3 separate regions of the Sus scrofa genome follow, and all the other regions are linked to region 3. Evidence: chromatin contacts called from public promoter capture Hi-C data. All regions are on one chromosome and are shown on one strand. The core of a region is the stretch at or near the end of the contact, and the rest is flanking DNA. Distances in the headings are between cores, read along the strand shown. Region 1 holds the start of DEUP1 (deuterosome assembly protein 1). Region 2 holds the start of CEP295 (centrosomal protein of 295 kDa). Region 3 holds the start of CHORDC1 (cysteine and histidine-rich domain (CHORD) containing 1).

Region 1 (3,491 bases), core at 761-3,260, 2.5 Mb after region 3:
TGTCTGCTTCCTCTTATAAGTTCCATGAGAGCAGGGATCTTGATCTGTATTATTCATGGATATATCCCAAATGCCTAAAACAGTACCTAGCACCTAGGAGAAATTCCATGACTATGTGTTGTATTAGTGAACAGGCATAACTTTAAAACATTAAAATAATTTAGAAACATTTTTCAGTTAGTAAAAATGCATATGTTGAACATCTTCCCATGTGAGTTTAAATGACTTTTCAGTATATATAACTATATGGCTATATCACAATTTACCTAAATGCTTTTTCTTTAATTGGACATTTAGATAGTCACCAGCTTTTCTCTTTTGTAAATAGCATAATGAACATAAGTTGATATAAGTATGTTAGGTGACATTTTCTTGGGAAATAGTTCTATAAATAGCACTAGTCACAATAAGCAAGACCTGGGAAACAACCTAACTGTCCATTGGCAGATGAATGGATTAAGAAGATGTGGTATATATACACAATGGAATACTACTCAGCCATAAAAAAGAACAAAATAATGCTGTCTGCAGCAACATGGATGGAACTGGAGATTCTAAGACTAAGTGAAGTAAGTCAGAAAGGGAAAGACAAATACCATAGGATATCACTTATATGTGGAATCTAAAATATGGCACAGATGAACCTATTTATAGAACAGAAACAGACTCACAGACATGGAGAACAGACTTGTGGTTGTCAAGGGGGAGCAGGAGATAGAAGGATGGACTGGGAGCTTGGGGTTAGTAGATGCAAACTATTACCTTTAAAATGGATAAGCAATGAGGTCCTGCTGTATGGCACAGGGAACTATATCCAATCACTTGTGACAGAACATGATGGAAGATAATATGAAAAAAAGAGTGTATATATAAATGTATGGCTAGGTCACTTTGCTCTACAGCAGAAATTGGCAGAACATTGTAAATCAACTATAACAATTTCAAAAAAAATCAGCTGCACAATAAAAATAAATAAATAAATAAATAAAATAGAAATGCTGGACCAAGGGATTATGTGCATTTTCAAGGATAAACATAATATACTGCTCTTACCAGCAATTCATGAGAATGCACATTTCCCCACATCCTCACTAAAATGGGTTATTAATGAACTTAAAACAGATGAACCTGAGTCCATAGCTGAGTATGGCCATTAATGAGCTTAAAATTACTGTATCTATAAAAAAGGGATCATAATTCCACCTACCTCACCCACTGTCGTGAGGATTAAGAGACAGAACATATATAAAGCACTTACACTTCCTAACACGCAGTAAACATTCAGTAAAACGTTACTATTCACTTCTACCATTACTGTGACTTGAAAGAAATCAACTGCCAAGTACCCTGCACATTATTACAGGAATGTCAACTTATGTTCTCTACTATACTATATATACTATATTATACTATATAAATACTATAATATTTTTTTAAAGCTCAACTCCTCTTTTAATCAGTTAATCATTCAGCATAGAATTCAAATATTCCTAAATACAACACATATTACTGGGAACAACAATATTATTATTACCCCATCCCCAGTTCTGTTTTCCTTTTGACAGGGGGAAACCATCAACAAGGTTTTGTAAATTTCCTGTCGCCAAGAGGCCACAGGAAAGCAGGAAAACAAACTTTGCCAAGTGAGTCAGCTACACATATCTCAGTCTGGTCAGCACGTCCCGCTGGCCACTCCTGGGGTGGCAGTGGGTGAACTTAGGATTCACCATGGACTCGGACTGGGGTTGCCGCGTTGAAAATCCAAACTACGACAACTTCCTTAAAGCATCGCTGGGGAGGGGGGCGGGGGGGAACAAACAAACAAAAAACCCACACAGTGCGAGCAGCCACAGCGCAGGCTCTGGCTTGCCTTTGACGCACACACCAGTGCACGGCGCCACCCGTCAACACACATACACACACATACACACACACACACACACACTCTCTCTCTCTCTCTCTCTCTCTCTCTCTCTCTCTCTCTCTCTCTCTCTCTCTCTGTCTCTCTCTCTCTCTCTTTCTCACTCTCCCTCTCTCCCTCTCTCTTTCTCACTCTCCCTCTCTCCCTCTTTCTCATTCTGATGCCCTCTGGAGGGCCTGGCTTTCCGCCTGACCCAGCTTGCTGGTCCGACAACCGGTTCCTATGCAGGTGCTGATCCCGAGGTCATTCACCAACCACGCCTGAGCTCATCCCACATGTCCCGAGGACGTCTGCCCGGCCACTTTTACATTCAAACCCGTGCCAGATCCGCATTCCCAAGAGCCACGACCCACTCCAATAACAACAGGCAAACCACCGTGCGCGCCTCCCCGACCAGAGACAAGCAACGCGATCCCCGACGCCCGGGGCAAGGTCTGCGGCTGCCAGGGTGCCCGCCCCGCCTCCCCCGCCCAGGCCGGGCGCGGACCCAGGGCCTCGGTGCATCCCGCGGACGCGCATCCCCGCGCCACGTCGGCCCGCGCGCAGCACTCACCGAGCTCCTCGCGCCCAGCCGCCTCGGCCGCCGCCGGCGCCGCCGCTTCCATCTCTCGGGGGTCTCCAGGACGCCGCCGCCCCGAGGCGCGCGCTCCCGCTGCTGCGTGGCCGGCGTCAGGCCGAGACCTCCCCGGCCCCGCGCACCCCACCCGCGCGGCGGGGAGCATGCGCAGTGGGGCAGCCCGGCCCGGCCCGGCCCGGCGGAGGCGCCCCAGCGCGGGGCCCGCCTTGGGCTCTGGGGCGCTGCCAGTGAGCCGAGCTCGGAGTGGAAGACCTGAGTGGGCGGAGGCGGGTCTGGAGAATGGCAGGGTGACCAGAGACGAGGGGCGTTTTGGAGATAACTGGGGTTGGGCGCTTAGAGCTGACAGAGACCCGGGCCTATAGCTCTCCGGTGGGGGCGGAGGCGGGGAGACAGCTTTGCAGATGACTGCGAACTTAATTTTGAGGAACCCATCTATTTGTAAGGCTTTAACATTCTCTAAGGCACCGAGAAGGCTGTGTTGGAGTTCCGGCTACTCCTTGGTTATCCCTTTGTGCCTCTATTTAGAGATATAGGGTGACCTCAAGTAGCATTTAATTTAGTCAAATAGTTTCACTTTAGGAATTTTTCAGTGCCCTTCAAAGACACTTGGCGTTAACCGCAGTGCTGAAAGGAAATTGAAGTTAAGATTAAATATTCTCCATCAGATATTCTTAAGCACGATACATGCATTGACTTTTTATTCAGTTGACAAACCCGTGAGATAATCCTAATGTATGTGTCCATTTTACAGATGCGGGAGCTACGCACACAGAGTTAAGTAATAAATGACAGAGATGGAATTCCATCCGCAACTAGAGTTGGGGTTCTCAATGCAAAGCTGGCCCCTCAGGTGGGTACCAATTAATACTCATCAGTGGATGAAGCAGGCTTTTGGATAGAAATGGAGAAGTTTTAATTTAGCAATTTCTCTTTTTTTTTCCCATCTCATAGTTCTTTCAAGTCAGAACACAAAACAAGACTTTTTCTTTTTGT
Region 2 (3,159 bases), core at 74-2,573, 2.9 Mb after region 3:
GTTTTGTCAACTACTTCTAATTCTGCCTTCTAAATATTTCTGAAATTCATCCCTTGGCCAAGGTATCCCAGAAATAGCTCAAATTACAAACATTCAAAGTTTAACTCACTATTTTCCCCACCCTAACCTGATCCTTTCTGTGTGTTCTAGGAGAATGTTATGCTCATCCATTCAGTTGCCAAATAAGGAACTCAGGAATCACCATTCATTTCTCCCTCTTTTCCGCCTTCCACAACCAGGTAACCACTAACTCTTGATGCTTGGCCTCCTGTTTGCCCTTTTTTTTTTTTTTTTTTTCTTTTTTTTAAGGACCACACCCACAGCCCATGGAGGTTCCCAGGCTAGGGCTCCAATCAAGAGCGGTAGCCACGGGCCGACACCACAGCCATGCCAGATCTGAGCCGTATCTGCGACCTCCACAGCTTATGGCAATGCGGGATTCTTAACCCACTGAGCAAGACCAGGGATGGAACTTGGGATACTAATCAGATTCGTTTCCACTGAGCCATGACGGGAACTCCCTGCCTCTTAAACGGACCCATATCTCTCTATTTTTATTGTGATCATCTTTCACGTTCTGTAGGAGTATCCTAATTGGCTTCTCTACCTTCAATTTCAGTCTTAACTTTCTCTGCCCTCTTCTCCACATGAAGCTGTATCAGCTCATACCAGCGACTTCCTCTGCCTCTCTCTCCATTTTCTAATCCTTTGATTCCTGATATGTTTCACCACCCTGGACAATAAAATCTGGGATAGGTGCCATAATCCATTTACCCTTGTCTCCCCTGCACCAAGCACACTGTATCTGGCACAACATGATAGGTGCTCAATACGAACCTGCGCTCTTCCCCTTTCTGATTAAGAGGTTATTTACAGCAGATAAATCCTTGACACGTTCTAGGTATGTCGGACCTCTAGAAGCAACATGATAAAGAGTTCACTTGTACCAGTTGAAAGTTATCACAAAAATAACTGGAGCGTGAAAAATAATACCACACGAACTGTGTAGGTAACATACAAAAGGATGCATATTCAAAGGCATCTTCAGGTTGGCGCTTAAAACTAAAGTCACCCTCGTGGTTCTGGGGAAATACCTTCCCCTTTCTGGACCTCTGTCTCGCTACCTGTAAAACTGAGCCTGCAGACAGAGGTGAACTAACCTTCCGAGCCGCGGTATGAGAAATAATGGGGCCTACGTCAGAACGGCAAGTGCGCGTGCGCATGCGCCGGGGAGCAGGCTTTACTGCGCGGCTGTCCCGGCGGCCCCCGGGAGAGGCGGGACCAGGAGGATTCCCGCCGTTCGGCCGCGCCATTGGCGGGCGGTTTGAATGACGGAAGTGACGGAAGCTCGGCGATGGCAGCCCCGCAGGCGCACAAACGGCTGTGGGGAGGCTGATGTGTGCTGGCCTCGGGGGCCTTCTCTGCCTGAGCCGCGGTTCCAGCGTCCCGGCTCGCGTTTCCCAGGTGAGTGACGGACGCGCCGTTTCCCTGCGGCTCCGGGCGTGCACGGCTCCCCAAGGCCCTGGAGCAGGGAGTGTGCTTTGGAGGAAGAGGGTGCCGCGCACGCAGCACGGCCCGCGGCTCTCCGGCCTCGGCGGGCCGCGGGCCGCTGGGTTGGGATCGGTCAGGCGGCGGCGAGGAGCGCCAGGTCAGGTGGCACGCGCGTCCCTACCCAGGCCCGTCTGCTTCGTACGAGAGGTCGCTCTGGGGCCTTTTGCGCGTCCTCCCGGGGTCGGGTCTCTCGGGGTCCCTGAGCTTCCAAGTCGGGATGGCTTGGATGGCCTTCGCGATCGCTACTGCAGATACTTCTGGGTGCGTCCTGCTCACCTGCCCCCAGGTCACCCCGCGGACGTGGTCCCGATCCTGGTAGCGGTCCAAGAGCACTGCCCCAAATCGCCTCGTGCGGAGAGCATGCTCTTTCTCGGTGTCGCTCACACTTAATTTCTCAGATATGAAGTCCTGTCATAAACTTGAGGTTTTAAAACAACGGAGAATACTCGGATCTTTAATATTTAGAAAGTGTTTGGCAGTTTATGTTTATTAGGTCACATAACCATCAGAACAACCTGTTGGAGAAGATATGATTCTCGTATAGCTTAAACAAACAAGACCAAAGTGACTTAGGTGTCTTCCTGCTGTAAGCGGTAGTGTTGAGTCCTGAACCCAAATCTTCCAATTTTCGTATTTATGACTACGAAATGCCAGCTGCCATTTAATCCTTAGGACAAAATCTTACGAGATAAGTACTATCACGTCCATTATTGATCAGTAACAATACATATAATTTGAAAATCCATATTGATATAAATAAATATAACAAAGTGAGGGAATGGGGGAAACTCTTCCTTACAGCAGGATTCCAATTGATAAGTGTAGAAGGAACAATGGACCTAGAAAATACCTTTTGACAAATGCCACGGGAATTGTTTCAGACATAGGACATTAAACTTAAAGTATGATGAGGAACATGATATTTATATAGCCACAGCTATCTCTTCACTAGACGCTCAGAAAGGAAAAGTCGTATTTACAGTGGAGAAACCTGGTAGATATCACCTTAATCAAGTGACCAAAATTCACATGATGTTAACATCATTTAGCATCTGTGCCATGCACTGAGAAGGGTTGTCTCATCACTTGTGTGGTGTTCTTGCCAAAAAGGCATAACCTCATTCTAACCACAAGAAATGATTAAACAAATCCAAATTGAGGGTCATTCTGCAAAATAACTGGCTGAAAGGCTCTTACAGTGTCAAGACCTTGGGAGGAAAAAAAAGGACTGTGGAACTGTCTCAGATTAGAGTTGTCGAAGGAGACAAAACATCCTCAGCAGCCTTTAGGATGTAATTCACAGACTCTCAGCCCCTGTATTCTAAAATTCATTTGCATAGATGCTTTCCATGGGCACTCCTAGTTGATAACTGAGCACGACATGAGCAGTAAGGTAGGTTTGTTCCTGCCTTGAGACACAAGGAATTTTGGCATAAGGACTCCCCAGAAGTCTTGTTGAAGCTTCTAAGCAGTTTACAAGGCATCCACCCAACTTACCCTCCCTGCTTCCCTCAGTGTCAGATGGGCACAGAAGGAAGTCTAAAATGCTCCCAGCTTTACCAGCTCTGTCCCCATTTTCCCTCAAATAGGCATTTGCCCTAATAAAAT
Region 3 (3,117 bases), core at 603-3,102:
TGAGAAGGGAATCAAAGTAGGGAACAGATAAAGTATTTCCAAATATCTAATTTACATACAGTCAGGCATAAAACGCAAAATGTCTGACACAGGAAGAAGCATAATCATAATGGACAGTTTTGGCAGAAGGGCAGCAAGAGTGAGTCAGATCCTGGCCAATCAGCTAATACAAACAAATTTGAAAATCACTGGTAAATAACAAGCAGATGGACATTTTCCTCTCTAGCCTTTTTTTTTTTTTCCCTCTAAATCATATTTGTCAGTTTTGCTCCCCCCATCTCTAACCTCCTTCCTAGGCACTGTACCATCTCACATGCTCAGAGCTGACCTCCAAAAATTGGCTATATCTGCCCTTAGAATTAGGCTGGTACCTAACACCCTATAACCATATTGTCCAACTCAACAAAGTAGCAATCGGCCCTTTCAATATTAAAGCAAACTATGTACAGACACTAAAGGCAACTTACTTTTTACACAGGCTACCAAAGGGCTTTTCTTCATCCAGTTAAGTCTCATAATTTTCCCCCTAAACAACTCCGTATTAATATCACAAAAATGTGACCTACCTTTCCCTATGTATCCAGCCAAGGGTCTTATCATTTTAAGCATTTCAGGCATTTCGAAGGTAGAAAAGATTTTTTTCAAGTATCAATTTTATTCTTCTACCTAACAAGTAACCATTTGCCCCGATGCTGAACTATGCTTCTCTATTAAATGAGTACAATGCACACTCTACAGGGTTGTTGTGAAGACCAAACGAACTAGGTAAGTGTCGGAACACCGTCTAGCATATCGAAGACATACAATAAATCCTAATCGAATTTGATAAGGCGTCACTGCCTACATTACTCACGGTATTAACTCACTTCTTTATCCTACTCACCAAAAAGTCAAATCCATTGGTCAGTTTCTAGTCATCTAGTCGAATCACTAACTTTCTCTTTACATCCTCACATCCTTTACTCTATACCTAGAACCTGTAAAGGACATTTAATCGCTTAACCCTGAAAAACCGCAGAACACTAAAATGCGAAGGCCAATGCAAAAATACCCAACACCGCTACCAAGTAAAGGATGAATGCTATGCTTGGGCTGATGTACCAAAACTTAACAGCGTAAAGATACCGAATAATTTTCTTCATCAAGAACACCTTTTTAAAAAGACTGAAACAGCGAGTGGGTCAACTGTGCCAACAGCGGATCTCGAACAAATAAACTTCTGTATTAATATAACGAGGCCGAACTTAAACGCTAGGATAACCCGACCGCTGCCCAATTCTCCCCCTCCTGCTTCTGTCCTCTTGTCCTCCTCCTGCGCCAGCGACACACACACACACGCGCGCGCGCTTCTGTCCTCTTTGCCTCTTCCTTCGACCCACTCAATTACAAAGTGAGCCCAGTAGCATCTCGTTAACTCGGATTCCGCTAAGAGACGCAGGTGGGGGGTAGGGATAAAGCTGTTCCAAATGCCAGGTGAATTAGCGAGCCGACGACTCTGGGAAACACGTGCGCGGGTTGGGGGGGTGGGGACGGGAGGCAGAGGGGGGCAGGGGGGCAGTGGGCTCGGCGGCCCCAGAAAGAGGGATTCAGATGCCGCTGCCAGGGCGCCTGCCGAGCCGCCCGGGGCTCTCGGGGGGGGGGGGGAGGCGGGCTGGGCGGCCCGGGAGGGCCCCGGAGCGGGGTGCAGCGCAGCCACAGCTTGCGGGAAGACCCGAGATGCCCTCGGGCCCAAGGGCGTCCCCGTGGAAGAGGTGGAGGGAAGGGAGGGCCGGCAGCGCGCTTCTCTTACCGTCGGAATTCGTCTCGGGGTCGAAGCGCTGGCCGCAGCCCCGGTTGTAGCACAGCAGGGCCATTTTCTCTTCCCACCGTTACGGGTCAGGCCCAAACACGGGGAACCGCCAGAAGCTGCCTTTCCAACTCCCCGATCTCAGACACCGGTCTGCGGGCTGGGGCGGCTGCCGGCTTCCGGAAACGGCCAGTTCCGTTTCAGGAACCTTCGCGAATTTTCCGGTCGCGCAGGCGCAGAGGCGATGGAAAGAGGTGCCGGCAGCGGCGGCAGGCCGGGCGCAGGCCGGGGCTCCTCTAGGTGGGACTCCAGCGGGTGGCTGCTGGAGTCAGAGACGCACCCGGGTGTTTGCAGAAGAGAAACCTTAAAGGATGGAGATGAAGGCATCGGAGGCACTGACGCGCTCTCCCCGCGTCTCCTCACTCCTGATTGGCCGAGGGTATCTCGCGCTGCAGAGGGTCTACCCAGCCCCCTCGCGCATCCTTCTTACCTTTCAGATTATAATTACGAGCAAAGCACGGTCGATAGCTCCTTAGCTGCCTGAGAAAGAAGTGTGCAGTCATGCAGTATTTGCTGATCTTCTGCCTGGAACGTGATGGCTTAGTAAATGATGAGACAAATGGTGGACTCATCTCCTGTGTCTCCAGTGTCCGGATCCCAGAAGCATTGAAGAAATGTAGGCATCGGGAGCAGTTTTAATAACGGAGTAATTGAGAGGAAATCACGTTGAAATTACAAAGCACTTGAAAATCAGAAAATAAAGTGTTGATCAGATAATGCTGGAAATGATCACTATTGCGTTAAGACGCCGGGATAATTGTTACTCTTTCATGTTAGCTTCCGTTTAATTAGTTTTCAATGATTAATTCTCCAATCCTGGACTCTCTAGTAAGATTTGTATCAAGTTGCATCATAAAAAGTATAGTGATAACACTAACCGGAACTCGCAAACAGCTCTCGCCTCAATGTATATATTTACCAAACTTGCTGCATTTGAAATAAAAGTGGATGCTTCCCGATAACACTTATAGCGATCAGTACTGTCAGTATTTCTTAGGAAGGGAAAAAAGCTATGCAATGTTTCTAGGGATCCCAAGTCTGTTATTGAGCAATGAGCTGAGTTCTCTCACCCCCAAGTAAAGAAGACTTTTACATATCCGGTTGCTCCATACTTGAAGTATTAGATTTTTACGTAGTAATCCCAACGTAGATATATACAGTGTTGTATTCGCCTTTATTTTAAAGGACCATTTTTTGTTTTGTTTCATAGTCACGAATAAATGCACTATAACCATTCTTCCTTTCATCTCACCGTTATTATACATAAACTT

The links. Promoter capture Hi-C pulls out the DNA fragments that hold promoters and counts their contacts.
Region 1: a promoter capture Hi-C map of fetal skeletal muscle shows a contact between it and region 3, with 19 times the contacts expected there. The contact joins the promoter of DEUP1 here to the promoter of CHORDC1 in region 3. A contact is called at or near these places in 1 of 5 promoter capture datasets (fetal skeletal muscle) and 1 of 2 datasets of contacts at active chromatin or transcription factors (alveolar macrophages).
Region 2: a promoter capture Hi-C map of liver shows a contact between it and region 3, with 6 times the contacts expected there. The contact joins the promoter of CEP295 here to the promoter of CHORDC1 in region 3. A contact is called at or near these places in 1 of 5 promoter capture datasets (liver) and 1 of 47 Hi-C or Micro-C datasets (embryonic fibroblasts).

Annotation. Positions count from the first base shown.
Region 1 is chr9:25,686,384-25,689,874 of Sscrofa11.1, forward strand. It overlaps DEUP1 (deuterosome assembly protein 1), which reads left to right and starts at 2,011. Exons shown (of 16, transcript XM_021062630.1): 1 at 2,011-2,353; 2 at 3,250-3,348. It overlaps SLC36A4 (proton-coupled amino acid transporter 4), which reads right to left and starts at 2,794. Exons shown (of 11, transcript XM_005667225.3): 1 at 2,475-2,794. The coding sequence starts at 2,643.
Region 2 is chr9:26,101,944-26,105,102 of Sscrofa11.1, forward strand. CEP295 (centrosomal protein of 295 kDa) reads left to right here and starts at 1,324. Exons shown (of 31, transcript XM_021062639.1): 1 at 1,324-1,464. The coding sequence starts at 1,329. It overlaps LOC102157509 (a long non-coding RNA gene), which reads right to left and starts at 1,181. Exons shown (of 4, transcript XR_002335587.1): 1 at 838-1,181.
Region 3 is chr9:23,206,740-23,209,856 of Sscrofa11.1, forward strand. CHORDC1 (cysteine and histidine-rich domain (CHORD) containing 1) reads right to left here and starts at 1,853. Exons shown (of 11, transcript NM_001113446.1): 1 at 1,790-1,853. The coding sequence starts at 1,853.